Regions from separate parts of the Mus musculus genome. Here regions 1 and 3 are each linked to region 2. A link is a contact called in public Hi-C data. All regions are on one chromosome and are shown on one strand. Each heading gives the region's core, a stretch centred on a gene start, on an enhancer-like site or on the middle of the called end of the contact. The rest is flanking DNA. Distances are from core to core; before and after follow the strand shown.

Region 1 (4,349 bases), core at 1,726-4,225, 310 kb after region 2:
GGCCAGAAACCATTGTATCAACTTACATTTTTCAGCAAACTTTATATTGTTAAAGTTTCTGAAACCCAGCAACATGGCTCACCCTGTAAAACCACTTGCTGACCTGAGTTCGATTTTAAGGAGCCACTTAAGTGTAGGAGAGAAACAATTCTATACACTTTCCCTCTGATTTCTACATATGTACCATGATATGCATACCTGTACACACACACACACATACACACACACATGCACACGCATGCATGCAAACACACATGCACGTTAATAAGTATATAAAAAAGTACTTTTTTAAAGTTTCTAGAATTAATAGATTTCCTGAAGGTTGTTTTACTGTCCAGTGACTGACAAGCCCATTGGATTGGCTTGATTCTTTTTCTTCCTTCTTTCCTTCTTTCCTTCCTGCCTTCCTTCCTTCCTTTTTTCCTTCCTTCCTTCCTTCCTCCCTCCCTCCCTTCCTTCCTTCCTTCTCTCCTTCCTTCCTTCCTTCCTCCCTCCCTTCCTTCCTTCTTTCCTTCCTTCTTTCTTTCCTTCCTTCCTTCCTTCTTTCCTTCCTTCCTTTTTTTCTTCCTTCCTTCTTTCCTTTTTTCCTTCCTTCTTTCCTTCTTTCCTTCTTTCCTTCCTTCCTTCCTTCTTTCCTTCTTTCCTTCATTCCTTCCTTCCTGTCTGTCTGTCTTTCTGTCTTTTATTTTATTTTTTTTTTATTGTATGAGTGTTTTGCCTGCAAGTTTGTCTGACTATCTGCATACAATACTTACCTGGGATTAGGTAACCTAGGATACCTGTGAACTGCCATGTAGGCACTAGGAATCAAACCCTAGGTCCTCTGTAAAAAAAGCCAATGTCCTTAAGTCCTGAGCCATCTCTGCAATCCCTTGACTTGGGCAACAGTATGAATTAGTTTATCACCTTTCTATATAGTAGTCTTATAAGGCTGGAACCAGGTTTAGATAGTCAATGGCTTTCCTGACAGGACTCAGGCCGGATTCCTCTGATTAATAACTAAAGTCCTGCAGTTCCTGCCCCTGGCTATCTGAGCAGTTGATTGAGGTGAGAGCAGGGGTACAATTCAGCCCTAATATCTTACTGGCTACCTAATAAGACCACCACCAAGGAGGGTGACATCTAGCCTGTTGGAGCTACTTTCCTTCAATGCAAACTCTCAGCTTTTGGACCTAGATTAAATGTCTCAAACAACCAGGGCAGCAAGTGAATAACTAGAGACTGTTCCTAAGAAACCAAAGGACACCCTGAAATGTCTTGGTTGAGCTGCACCAACCTAGCAAAGCCATGGTTTAGCATATAAGAACTAGGGTTCTATCAGAGTGTAGTAACAGAAATCTCAAAATTATAGTGGCTTCAAAGACTAAAGAGTATTTTGCATAAGAAGAGGTAGGCAGGGCTTCTCAGTCAACAATGAAACCTACTCTATCTTTTTCCATATCACTCACACCCCATTTGCATATCGCATGCACCCCATGCCAATTCTTGGCAGCAAGGAGCGGTGTGGGTCTCTCTTTAGCTGAGGTCTTTGAAATCGCATACATCCATCTGTTTATATCCCATTGGCCATCGTTTAGTCCAGTGGCTGTGCTTGCCTTCAAGGGAGCTTGCCAAATATAGCCTATACAGAAAACCGTGTACCATGCTAAAAGCTGAGGGCCCTTAAAAGGGAAGGGACAAATACTTGGAGAAAGCCAACAGTCTGTGCCCCAGGAGGCCTCGTTCCTGCCTTAAGCAGCCAGATTATAACGATTAAGTTCCATGTAAACAAAGTGTTTTACTGCGGTCCCTCTGAAAACCACTGACATGAGGCTATTTTTCTTGCATACCAGATTTCAGCGCCTCTGGCTCCCAGTGCCCTTAGAAATCACCAGTCCAGATGAGTTCTTCAGAAACCTGGTTCCTAAATCTCCCATTGCCCAGTGTGGTTGAGTGAGTGCTTGCTTCCACGTGGGGGGAGAGGAGAGTCCTTTCTCTCTGCAAATTAATTTTTTTCTGATGGTTGATTCTGATGGCAGGAGGTCCCTCTTCCTCATGCTGGAAGCTGCACAGATTATTTTCATTGGATCATAAATATGTTGAACACTTTATTATACTAACCTTTTAAACCAGTTCTCTTTAGTGGCTACAAATCACAGTTCAGGGGCAAATTTCTAAGATTCCAGGGCTCCTGAATTCCTGGATGCTCAAGTTAAATACCTGAGATTACAAGTGGGGAGCTACAAAATCTTTGCTACATAATTCACTGCAAAGACAAGAAGCAAAGCCCTTTGACCTGACTCCTGGTTTGTCAAAAACAAAAACGAAAAAACCACCTCCCTGCTCTTTACTCCACCAAGAATCAGGTCGTGATCAGGATCCTTGCCGGTGCTGACCCTTTTTGCTTTGCTTGCCCAGTGTTCCAGGACCTGTGGAGGAGGGATTCAGAAACGTGATGTTCTCTGCAAGCAGCGTATGGCTGACGGCAGCTTCCTGGAGCTTCCAGAGACCTTCTGTTCTGCCTCCAAACCAACCTCCCACCAAGGGTGCAAGAAAGATGACTGCCCCAGTGAGTGGCTTCTCTCAGAGTGGTCAGAGGTAGGTATGCTTCTCTTCTCAGGGTGAGAGAACGCATAGGACAGAAATCATCCCACACAATAGAAAAGAGACCAAAAAGCTCTCCTGACAGTGTGGAATGGCATATTGTAATGCCATCAGTCTATATGGTAGGATGCATAATATCTAGGCTATGGGCTGATTTTATTATGGGGACCTAGGCTATGCAGCCAGCCCTTACCTAACAGTTGAACATCAGAAACCTGTGATTATAAATGGGAACTCCCTCAGACAACCCCAAAACCCAGAGTTCTTCGCGTCTTTCTGCACCTAGCCCCTTCTCCCAACAGTCATGCTCCCACGTCCTACTCCCAGCTCTTTCCAGTCTCTGCTCAGGAAGGGCAAGGCCTCCCTGGTTCTTCTCTTCCAAGTTTCTGGACAATAAAGGATGTGATTTATTAGGAAAAGAAGGCCAAGGAAATCCTGCCTCTTTACTGTTAGTTTCCTGACTCTAAAACTTGAACAACTTCCCAGCAAGAGAACTTGATTTCCCCATTGCTGTGTACTTGGGGAAAGTGGTGGCTCAGCGCTCTCAGCTCCAGATGGTGCCTGGAGTTAGGGATCCCAAACTTAACCTCCAGCTAACCTGCTTCTCCGAGTAATTCTTGTTTTGACACTGGCATGAATCCATTTACATCCAGAGTTAAAAAGTCACCCGGACTGCTTTCAGCTCCAGGATTCTCTTTGAGTTGCCTTTAACTACCCAGCTTCAAAGACCTGAGTGTCTTCCACAGAGAAGTCTAAAAATCATTGCTGTACAAGCAAACTCAGCAACTGGCAGAAAGACTGGTACATCCCAATCATATCCAAGACCCTTCTCTTTCTTGCCTTGGCTTTTTAGTGTATAACATGCAACTCAGTTTGGAACTGCTGGTGGTTTAAATGTGTGTCACAGGAACACTCTCTTCCAGACAGAAAAGGAAGCCTGAGGAAATAAAGATGCCTGACTTCTAAGCACGGAACTCTTGCTTTGTACATTACCAGGCTGTTGAGAGTCCATCTGATAGTGCCTGCTGTGGGAAGTGGGGCTGTACAAGAACCTAAACTACCATCATAATCTATTAGTAAACTTACCTCTGGCTGTGTCTCACCCCAGATGTTTCAGGATAAAAAGGAGAATGGTTATTTGGGCATTCCAGAAACAGTTTGTATTTCAGCAGAATACAAGAATGGAGGGGAAGAGAAAAATGTGTACATATTTAAAGGTGTGTGTACACAGACATGCTGGCTGGTGGTTTTTAGTTGACCAAACTAAAACAGCCATGTTTTAAAGCTGTCCGACCCCTTGCCCCTTGGATGCTTGGATCTGGTACTGTCATTAATGGTCAAACAGATGTCAAATAGAATCTGGAGTCCCTAATCAGCAGGCAACACAGAAGAACAACAGAAAACTGTTGATTTGGGAGGCATTATTACTTAATATAATAAATCATATTAAGAAATGCCTACACAGAAAAGAGCCCTGGTGTATGTGCCAAGCAACAACATCCTGGCCAAGTGTCGATTGGGTGATGGGCTATCATGGATGGGCAATGGAGAGAAGACTATATATGTCTAATAATTGCCACCCCTCCATCCTCTGACATTTGTGGCCTTTGGAGGATATTGAACACAGAACAGTCATTAAAAAGTGATTTAAAAGAAGGACCCTTCTGGTTTAAGCACCAAAGGAAGGAACCCACTGAACCAGATCATATTAAGCCAAGTAGACCATTAGAACAGGATCTTATAGAGCTAAGAGTTCAGACACAATG
Region 2 (4,283 bases), core at 1,096-3,595:
CATAGCAAGCACTTCACAGACTGAGGCATCTCTCTTACCATATCTTATTACATAAAAATGGCTAAGTAGTAATAAACACCAGCATTTGCTTATTCTGATTTTTATGTTGTGACATTCCACTTTATTGAGGAATAAACAAAGTAAAGATATTTTACTGTACATGAGAAGTTAGCAAGTGATTGACCAAGAAGTAAGTATTATTCACGATTCCTGTCTAAGTTTCTGGACATAGGTTGAGAGATGGCTCAGTCGGTAAAGTACCAGCTGCAGAATCAGGACAATGCAAAGTCAGATCTCCAGAACGCACACATGGAAGTCATACCTATAATCCTAGACTTCAGGTGAGACAGAAACTCGAGGACCTAGGAAGCTCATTGGCTACCCAGTCTTGCTGCAGGTTCAGTGACTCTAAAAATCAAGGTAAAAGGTGATTAAGAAAAGATGCCAGACATTGACCTTGGGCCTCCAGCTGTGTGTGCACACACATAAGCATTCCCACATATGTCCATGAGTAGATGCACATCCCATACACATGCATTACACACAGAACACACACACACACACACACACACACACGCATGCATGCATGCACACACACACACACACACACGCACAAATGTCAACTGTTGCCAGTATTTGACTCTTTGACTGGTAACATCTAGAATTTTTTCATTTGACTTTTTTGTATTAAATGATCATCAGTCCCCTTTTGCTTGTTTCCATTTAGAAAATTCGAAATGTTAAAACACCTACATTTCTTGTAAAGTGGGAAAAATTATACCTAATAAGATTCAGAACAGTGTGCATAGAACAAAAAGAAGCCAGTATTAACTATTATACTTCTATACCAAATATTTTAGAGTGCCTTACACTTAATCCTTGTTATGTTGATGTATCTCCTCCCACATTTTTTTAAGATGAAGTCTTTTTTGTGGCCCAAGCTAACTTTGGACTCACCAACCTTCTGCCTCTACCTCCCCAGACATGTTCGCTATGACAGGCTGTTCCTTGTTTTCTAGAAGGAACTGGCAGCAGGAATGTTGGTAGCTGGCTTTCGATCATGTAGCCAGGAAGTGACAGAGCCAGGCTTTGATTCCAGAACCTAAGACATCTTTCCCTACTGCACAGCACATTAGCTCAGCTGTTGATCACCTCCAGCGGGAAGGCAGACGTTTAATAAATGCCCAATGGAATAGGGAAGAGAAAAAGCCACTGAGCAATGATCTTTTAGGATTAAAGTTCCAGAAACACTATATGCAGGCTTAAGTCTAAGATGGAAAGTAAATCTCACTTCCAAATTCTCAGTGGGAAGGTATACCCAGGGGGGGTGTTGACATCAATATTAGTCTGGATTTGTGCTGGCACGCATATGTGGTTCACTCAAAGCATTTTAAAAAGATGAACTAAAATCTCTGTGCTACTCCGGATTTATTTTTCTTTCTTTAAAATGCAAAAATAATCAGGTATGGGCTTTATCGGCAGGATTTAACATCAGTCAAAAGTCTATCAAATTATAAAAAGTATTCATCACAGAGAGTCAACAGCGAGTGTGCTGAGCAGGCAGTTTGGGCTGGCATGTTTATTGTACTGTGAATATGCAGAAATGGGACCATACAGAAAGCCAGGTGGGTCCATTCCAAGTCTGGACAATCTTTGCAAGCCACAGGAGGTGCTCAGGGCAAGTTGGTTCTCGAAGGAAGTGCAATCAGAAAAGCCAGTGGCACATAATGTTACTAGAAACAACTGCATCTGTGTGTAAACGTGCGTTCCCCCCACACCAGTTCTTCCCTCCGTCCTTCTAAACCAGAAAGGACTTTCACCCTTGGCATTCTTCTATTTGTCTGATAGCAAAATGAAACCTGCTTTGGGACCCAATCCAAAGAAAAAGTTTCATTCCAAAACCTTGAGAAGATGTTCTTGTGTGGTGACATCCTGAGAAAGGCAGTCTTGAGTGTGAGCTGAAGACAGTCCTGATGAGTGAGGGTTGCTTTCAAGTTTCAAATTGACATTTTTTTTCTTTTTTTTTCTTTTCTTTCTTTCTTTCTTTTTTTTTTTTTTTTTTAAGCAAAACTTTCCTTTAGCTGGAGGGGAGGTGAGGCAATCACCAGATCTGGGCCACACAATTGCTGTGCTGATTGTTGACATATTTTTTTGACTAGTTTGGAACAATGGTAGTAGAGAGTGTTTTGAGTTCTGTTTACCACAAGGAACAAAAATCAAAATAAATATCCAATTGGCTTCATAGTGAAGCAAATATTTTCTGCATTATGTAGTAATGAAAGTCCGTGTACACTGTAAATAAAGTTTGCTCAAGGGCTCTGTGAAAAAAAGCCAAGTGTGAAATGACAGCCAGGATTCTACTACAGAGCAAAGAGAGCTTGGAAATTAGTCACAATCCCTGAGGCTGGGGGTTGGAGAATGTTTGCTTTGGTGCCTTTTTATTCTGTAGAAAGTGTAAAGTGCTGGTAGGATTGGCTGCATGCCCTCTGTGTCATTATTCATCGAGATAGTGGGGAAAATAGATGTCATACCTATGGGGAGGTCGAAAGGGGAGACACCACAGACCTCTGTGGGGGAAAAGAGAGCCCTCAAAAGAAAGAAAACTAACAGCATCCTAGTGTTCCGTAAAAGGTCAACTTGGCTCGTCTGTTCACCTGATGAAAGCCGAACCCTAGCCACAGTAGAGTCTGAGCAAGAGGACCCTTGAAGGATTTGACCTCAGACAGACCTATACAAATCCCTCTCAAATGTCCAAAGTCATTCATTGCTTCTTAAAATGAGACTCCTGGCTCCACCCACTGTTCCTCACCTCGCTCTGTACGAATGCTCCCAAGGAGAGCAATGGCGGGGGCTCTGTAGTGATAGGAGCCTGAACTCGGATGTATAAAAACTTCCGCAGTGCTGAGGATTCATGCGCGGTCATGGGAGAAATCCTGTTTGGTTTGTCCATAAACTTTCAGTAGAAAGCTTTGATAGCCCCGCAAACATTTTCAGAACTCCATAAAAACAAAAGATCCGTACGCCCCCTTTCTAACCAGAAAACATGAGAGAACATAAAGTAATTAATAAACAAAACCCTAAGTCTCACTAAGGAGTCCTTTTGTTACCTTCTGAATCCCCAGTTAAGCATCCCTCCAGGGGTTTGCTCTTTTGTGTTGCTTTTGCTGAGCTACTCAGGGAAAAATGTCAAGGAGCCTTGGAGAGAGACGTTTGGCACGCAGAAGCAAGGGTCTGCTGCCAGAGGCCAACGTGGGAAGGACAGACGCAGGACGCTGGATGAGCGAGTCATCCAGTTGGTGTCAAGGGAGAATGATTGCTATTGTAATCAAACCAAGAAGCTTGAAAACTACAGCGATATTGGGGCCAAGCGTCACAGCAGCCAGGAACAGAGCAAAGCATTATAAAGGTCATGCCCTACCTCTCAAATGTTTCACTTCCAAGCCCGGAAACCTTAAGTTAGAAAAATCACCTACCAAAAGCACGTTTTAAAGCTGACCTTAAAGTTCATCATTGTGAATTAAAATAATGGCAAAAACAAAGGTTCTGAAGAGTTATAAATATTAACATAATTCTAGATGGTTTCTACCAGACTCTGAATACCACACCAAGTAAATAATCGTACTGTCCATTAATGTGTATGCTAGGCATTTGCTCTAGCCTAGTCTCTGTGGTCTCTACAATGTAACTACTTCTCTGACGTTGCCTTCTACAAAGCATCCTGTGCCAAAACTGTGACCACTCCATCATACCTCTCTGTGAGAAGGAAATGTGTATATAAAATGTACACATTTGTGTGTCTATAATCTCTCAGTGGTGAGATAATTTTGGTTATTAGTAGTATTAAGCAATATACATTTTGATGGTTAATATCCTTTTCTTGAAAATGTGTCTATGAGTATAATATACAGGAACTTTCTTTGTTCTTGTTCAAATACTATGCCCATTTATGGAGAAAAACTATTCATTGCCAGGAGAAACAATTACTGAAAAATCATATGTACATGTTTCTATGTATGTATATTTAAATTTTTTGTGCGGTATACTTTGATTATATTTTCCCCTTCCTCTATCTATTTCCAGATATTCCCTACCTCCTAGCCATGAAATCTTCTGTGCTTTTAACTTTCATACTTACTCCTATAGATGTTAAGGAAGGCTAACTATGTAAGAGATGAATTGAGGGCTTTCAAGCAGGAACTTTTGAGAATATAACTCAACCCTTTGAACTCCATTGGAAATGGAAAACAGAAAAGGCCTATTAATTAAGTAGCAAAAATTATCCT
Region 3 (4,012 bases), core at 60-2,559, 260 kb after region 2:
ACAAAAGATTTTTTTAAAACTCCTCAAGCACAGCAGTAGTAATCAGGGCAGAAAGGTAACCTCCCCCCCCAACCCCACCCTTAACCAGCTTAGTCACTTTTTGCTCCCTTTCTTGCCCAGAGAGAGATATGCTGGTGGCTTGGTATATATGCATCAAGACTACCTTTCATAAATTTATATATGTTTGTGAACATACACAAATATACAAGGCTCTGATATTTGTAAACAAGATCTTACTGCATTTATTGCTCAGAAGGTTCAAGTTTTCACTCAGCCCCACTCATGAGCTATGAAGCTTTCCCATCCCCGAGACATTCAAAACGATGAGCAAGTAGATGTAGACCTGTGGTCCAAGCCTCTTGGGCCACTTCTCACTAACCTTTGAAGGGCTATGGACGTTTTTAGATCTTCATTCTCTTCTTTAAAATGGGGAAACATTTTATAATGCTGGGTATAGTGAGTCACGGCGACAACTTCAGTACTTAAGGGACTGAGGCAAGTGGATTGCCATGGAGTTGTGGTAAGCCTGGGCCAGCATAGTTCCAGGCCAGCATAGGCTACAGGGTGAGACTCTGTCAATAACAAAAACAATAATAAGATCTGTGCTGCGGTGTAGCTCAGTGTCAGGATGTTTGACCAGCATGTATAAGGCCTTGGGTTCAAATACTCTGTACCCCCAACACACACACACACACTCTGCTAGGTATAAAAACACAATTCTAAAGTTCCAGAACTCAGATATCAAATTAAGAGGATTATGAATACCAGGCCTGCCTAAAATACCTGAGCACCCAAGTCTGCCTCAAAAATTAAAAATTAAAAAAAAAAAAAAAACAAAATCACAATCATCACCCAGAGAAATACGTGGTCATCTTTTAGTTTAGCTGAGAAACAATAGTCATAATTTCCATGAAAGCATGATTTTTTAAATTCAAGACTTAAATTCGATTAGATTTGAGCTAAGTCTTAATAAATAAGTTACTATCTCCCTGGTTTATAATAGCAGTGACATGAGCAGCCAAAGAAAACCAGAAAGCACTACTTTTTTTTTTTTTAAATGTATGACTGTTATTAATTATAAGCATTTGATAGCTCCACCAGTGTGTGTTGAAAAGATTTGGTAAATGTATGTGGAGGAGGGGAACGGAGTTAGAAATGAAAGCCAGATGGCTGAAAATGAAGGAAATTCCAGGCAATTTCTGCAGCTTTGTTCTAACATACTTCTTAAACTAAACTTTTATTTCTGTGCAACAGAGAACAGCTGAGTGGTGCCGGGGAGATAAACAGTGGAGGGGGGAGCTCCTAATTCCAGGAATGGTATTCAGTCTCTTCCCTCTCCCTCTCCCCACCCTCTGCACTAGCCCTAATCTCTGCTCAGTCCTAGGACCTTTCTGAGAACCAACAAGAATCAAAGAAGCTGAGAATCCTTATTTAAAGGGACTGTTAGGGTCAAAGAGTCCTCTCTTTAAAAGCAGACCAGAACACCCACTTTATTGTGCACTAACAAGACCCATGCACACTGACAGCACGTGATTTCCAATTTCAACTTTTCTTTTATATTCCCTTAAAAATGGCCAGAGCGAAAGGTGTCGCCTTTTAAGACAGCCGTGTTTTCATTGAGTCAATGGAGCTTTCAAAGCATGGCAGGCACCCTGGTCCTGTTTTAAAGGCTGTTATTTCACCGTGCTCTCTGAAGACTGGTTTACCTTCTGCTGCTTCCCTAAAGCTCCCATATGCTGACATGCTGCTTCTCAGCTCTGTCCACACTAACTTTTAAATTCAAAAAGAGAAAGCACACCAAAGCTCACCATCATCCACAGGCATTAAGTCCAGATTTGGAGGACATGTTCAGATGCCCTTAGAGTAATAAACTCTTACTAACAGGCAGTCATCTTAATGTCTAGCAGGCTTTTGGTACCAGTCCTCAGAACACAACACCCCATCTTGAAGATGTCACCTGTTAAGGGACAACCTCAAAACAGCAATTGTTCCAAGGGAGCTTGAGGCCTCAGGGCTGATTCTTCCTGGAGGAGCTAGAGCCCACGCTGTATGATGAAGCATAAAAGCAGGATTTATCCAGGCAAAGGAAAGAGAACATTTTTTCACACAAAGGAAAGGACAAGAAGTAGGTGCCATAAAGAACAGGCAGAGGCCACACCCATGGAGGCCTCCGGTCCTAAAGCTGCTTAGACTGTATTTCCTACAGTAAGTGGAGCTCAACAAAGAAGCTTAAACAAGGTCATAAAAGGGCCAGTCTTTCTTGGATAGAGATGACCCGTGCTGACCACCCAAGCCAATAAAAACAGTGATGGTTAGCTTTTATTACCTACCACCTATGTATTGTATCGCAATTGTTTCTCATGTAGAATCAGAAATGGTATCGTCTGTGTAATATTTTCATTGACAAAATGCAATGCAAATGTCGGCATTTTGTTTGCCCCCCTCCAGTAACCCAGTATGTGCTGACTGAGCCTGTCAACTTGTCAGGATAATGGTGCTACAGGTAAGGGGATCAAAAAGGAAGTCATGATCAAGCTAGCTAGTGTTACTTGATCACTGAGGCCCTCCCCATACTACCATCCTGAGATCCTTTGAAGATAAGGATTATATTTCCTATAAAATAAAAGGTTTGCAAATAAGAAAGAAAATATGCATAGGTTCTATTAGGAAAAACAAACCTGGAACCAAATTTAACACAGAGAAACATCTCTGCACAAAACAGAAACTGGCTTCCATGATAAAGAACCCTAGGGAGACTGCGATTTCACTTTTCATATGAAGCACTTAGGCCTGGCATTCAGAACTTGAGGTCAGCTATAGACTGAAATGGTAAATGTTTTCACCATACCTTGATTACATTTGTCTGTGTGCAAAGACTATAAAACACCCCGCATCCCTCTACTTAGAAGTTTATGATGCCCTTAAAGATAATCAGAATTTCTCTTTGTTCAGTCTCCATTAACTAAGTATTTATTGACTGTTTCCTGTGCCAGGCATTGTGCTGTGGTTATAGTCATGGACAAAACTTGCTTTGTTCTCTGAAGCTGGGAATGCCAGTTCTTAGAGATGATCAAGGCCTGACTATCTGTTCGTTTGTTTGAGTTTTTGTTTTGTTTTGCTTTGGTGCTTGGATTCTATCTGGGGCCTCGATCATACCATCATGCTTGGTCCAACTGAGTTAGCCTCAGATGCACATATTTGAAATCCTGATGTCATGATGAAACATTGGGGATTTTATAGTTCAGAAATCTTACTCCTTACAAAGCAGTTAACAGAACTGAAGCAGCACCTTCAAAGGGAAAACATTTTTTTTTTTTTGGCTTTCCCTACCATCAACTTAGAAAGTCCTGGAGTTAATGGCACTCAAAGATTTGTCCAAGGCTTTTGGACAATATTTGAAACTGTAACAATATTGAAACTTAAGGAACCCCCAAATTTAAGAAACTTAAATGCTTTCTTTTATAAGAGTTGTCTTGATCATGGTGTCTCTTCACAGCAATCTAACAGTGACTAAGACAAACACCAAGAGGAGACTTGGCAATGCTAAATGTTCTGCATCAGAAAAGGGAAGATCCCTTAAAATGAGAAAAAAAAAGGATGGGGCTTTTGTTTTCCTCATGGCCTGAGGATGCTACTTCAGTTTCTGTAAATCTCAGTCTCAGTCCCCTTACCTCTCAAAGATAATCATTCTGACAGCCAGGGGTGGGGGTGGGGGCACACTCAGGGAAACAAGGAACTTCCCAGTCTAAGGCCTTGTGTTTATTTTTCCTATGCATAGTAGTTTTCCCCAAAATTTCTTAACCAAGTAATGATAGAAGCAGTTAAGGAAATCTATAGATAGAATATCCCATAACCTATGGAGGCCATTTTTATTCAAACCACCACAGTGTTTGGCCTGAATAGAAATCCAATAACGTGTATTTTAAGTACCTTAATGAGGTGAAGAAATGGGAACAAAGAAGACAGAGAATTCAGTGTCCCTGGTTTAGGCACTGTTTTATTACTGTAAAGG

Evidence for each region. A called contact is a pair of places that touch in the nucleus more often than the background predicts.
Region 1: a contact with region 2 is called in a Hi-C map of uterus, with 2.9 times the contacts expected there. The contact joins two enhancer-like sites. A contact is called at or near these places in 1 of 484 Hi-C or Micro-C datasets (uterus), 2 of 115 datasets of contacts at active chromatin or transcription factors (both in embryonic stem cells) and 1 of 9 other capture datasets (embryonic stem cells).
Region 3: a contact with region 2 is called in a Hi-C map of uterus, with 4 times the contacts expected there. The contact joins two enhancer-like sites. A contact is called at or near these places in 1 of 484 Hi-C or Micro-C datasets (uterus), 2 of 115 datasets of contacts at active chromatin or transcription factors (astrocytes and embryonic stem cells) and 1 of 9 other capture datasets (embryonic stem cells).

What each region holds. Positions count from the first base shown.
Region 1 is chr4:86,334,441-86,338,789 of GRCm38.p6, forward strand. Adamtsl1 (ADAMTS-like 1) reads left to right here. Exons shown (of 29, transcript NM_001368621.1): 17 at 2,398-2,577. Among named protein-coding and RNA genes, the nearest start is that of Gm33730, 100 kb to the right of the region's middle. Within about 2 kb of position 2,976, at least 11 of the 459 cell types and tissues checked have an H3K27ac peak or open chromatin away from gene starts, as enhancers often do. A contact at or near this core is called in uterus, where this site is marked.
Region 2 is chr4:86,028,011-86,032,293 of GRCm38.p6, forward strand. It overlaps a transcript of Adamtsl1 not described here. Among named protein-coding and RNA genes, the nearest start is that of Adamtsl1, 24 kb to the right of the region's middle. Within about 2 kb of position 2,346, at least 35 of the 459 cell types and tissues checked have an H3K27ac peak or open chromatin away from gene starts, as enhancers often do. A contact at or near this core is called in uterus, where this site is marked.
Region 3 is chr4:86,293,777-86,297,788 of GRCm38.p6, forward strand. All of the region lies in intron 15 of Adamtsl1 (ADAMTS-like 1), which reads left to right. Among named protein-coding and RNA genes, the nearest start is that of Gm33730, 150 kb to the right of the region's middle. Within about 2 kb of position 1,310, at least 31 of the 459 cell types and tissues checked have an H3K27ac peak or open chromatin away from gene starts, as enhancers often do. A contact at or near this core is called in uterus, where this site is marked.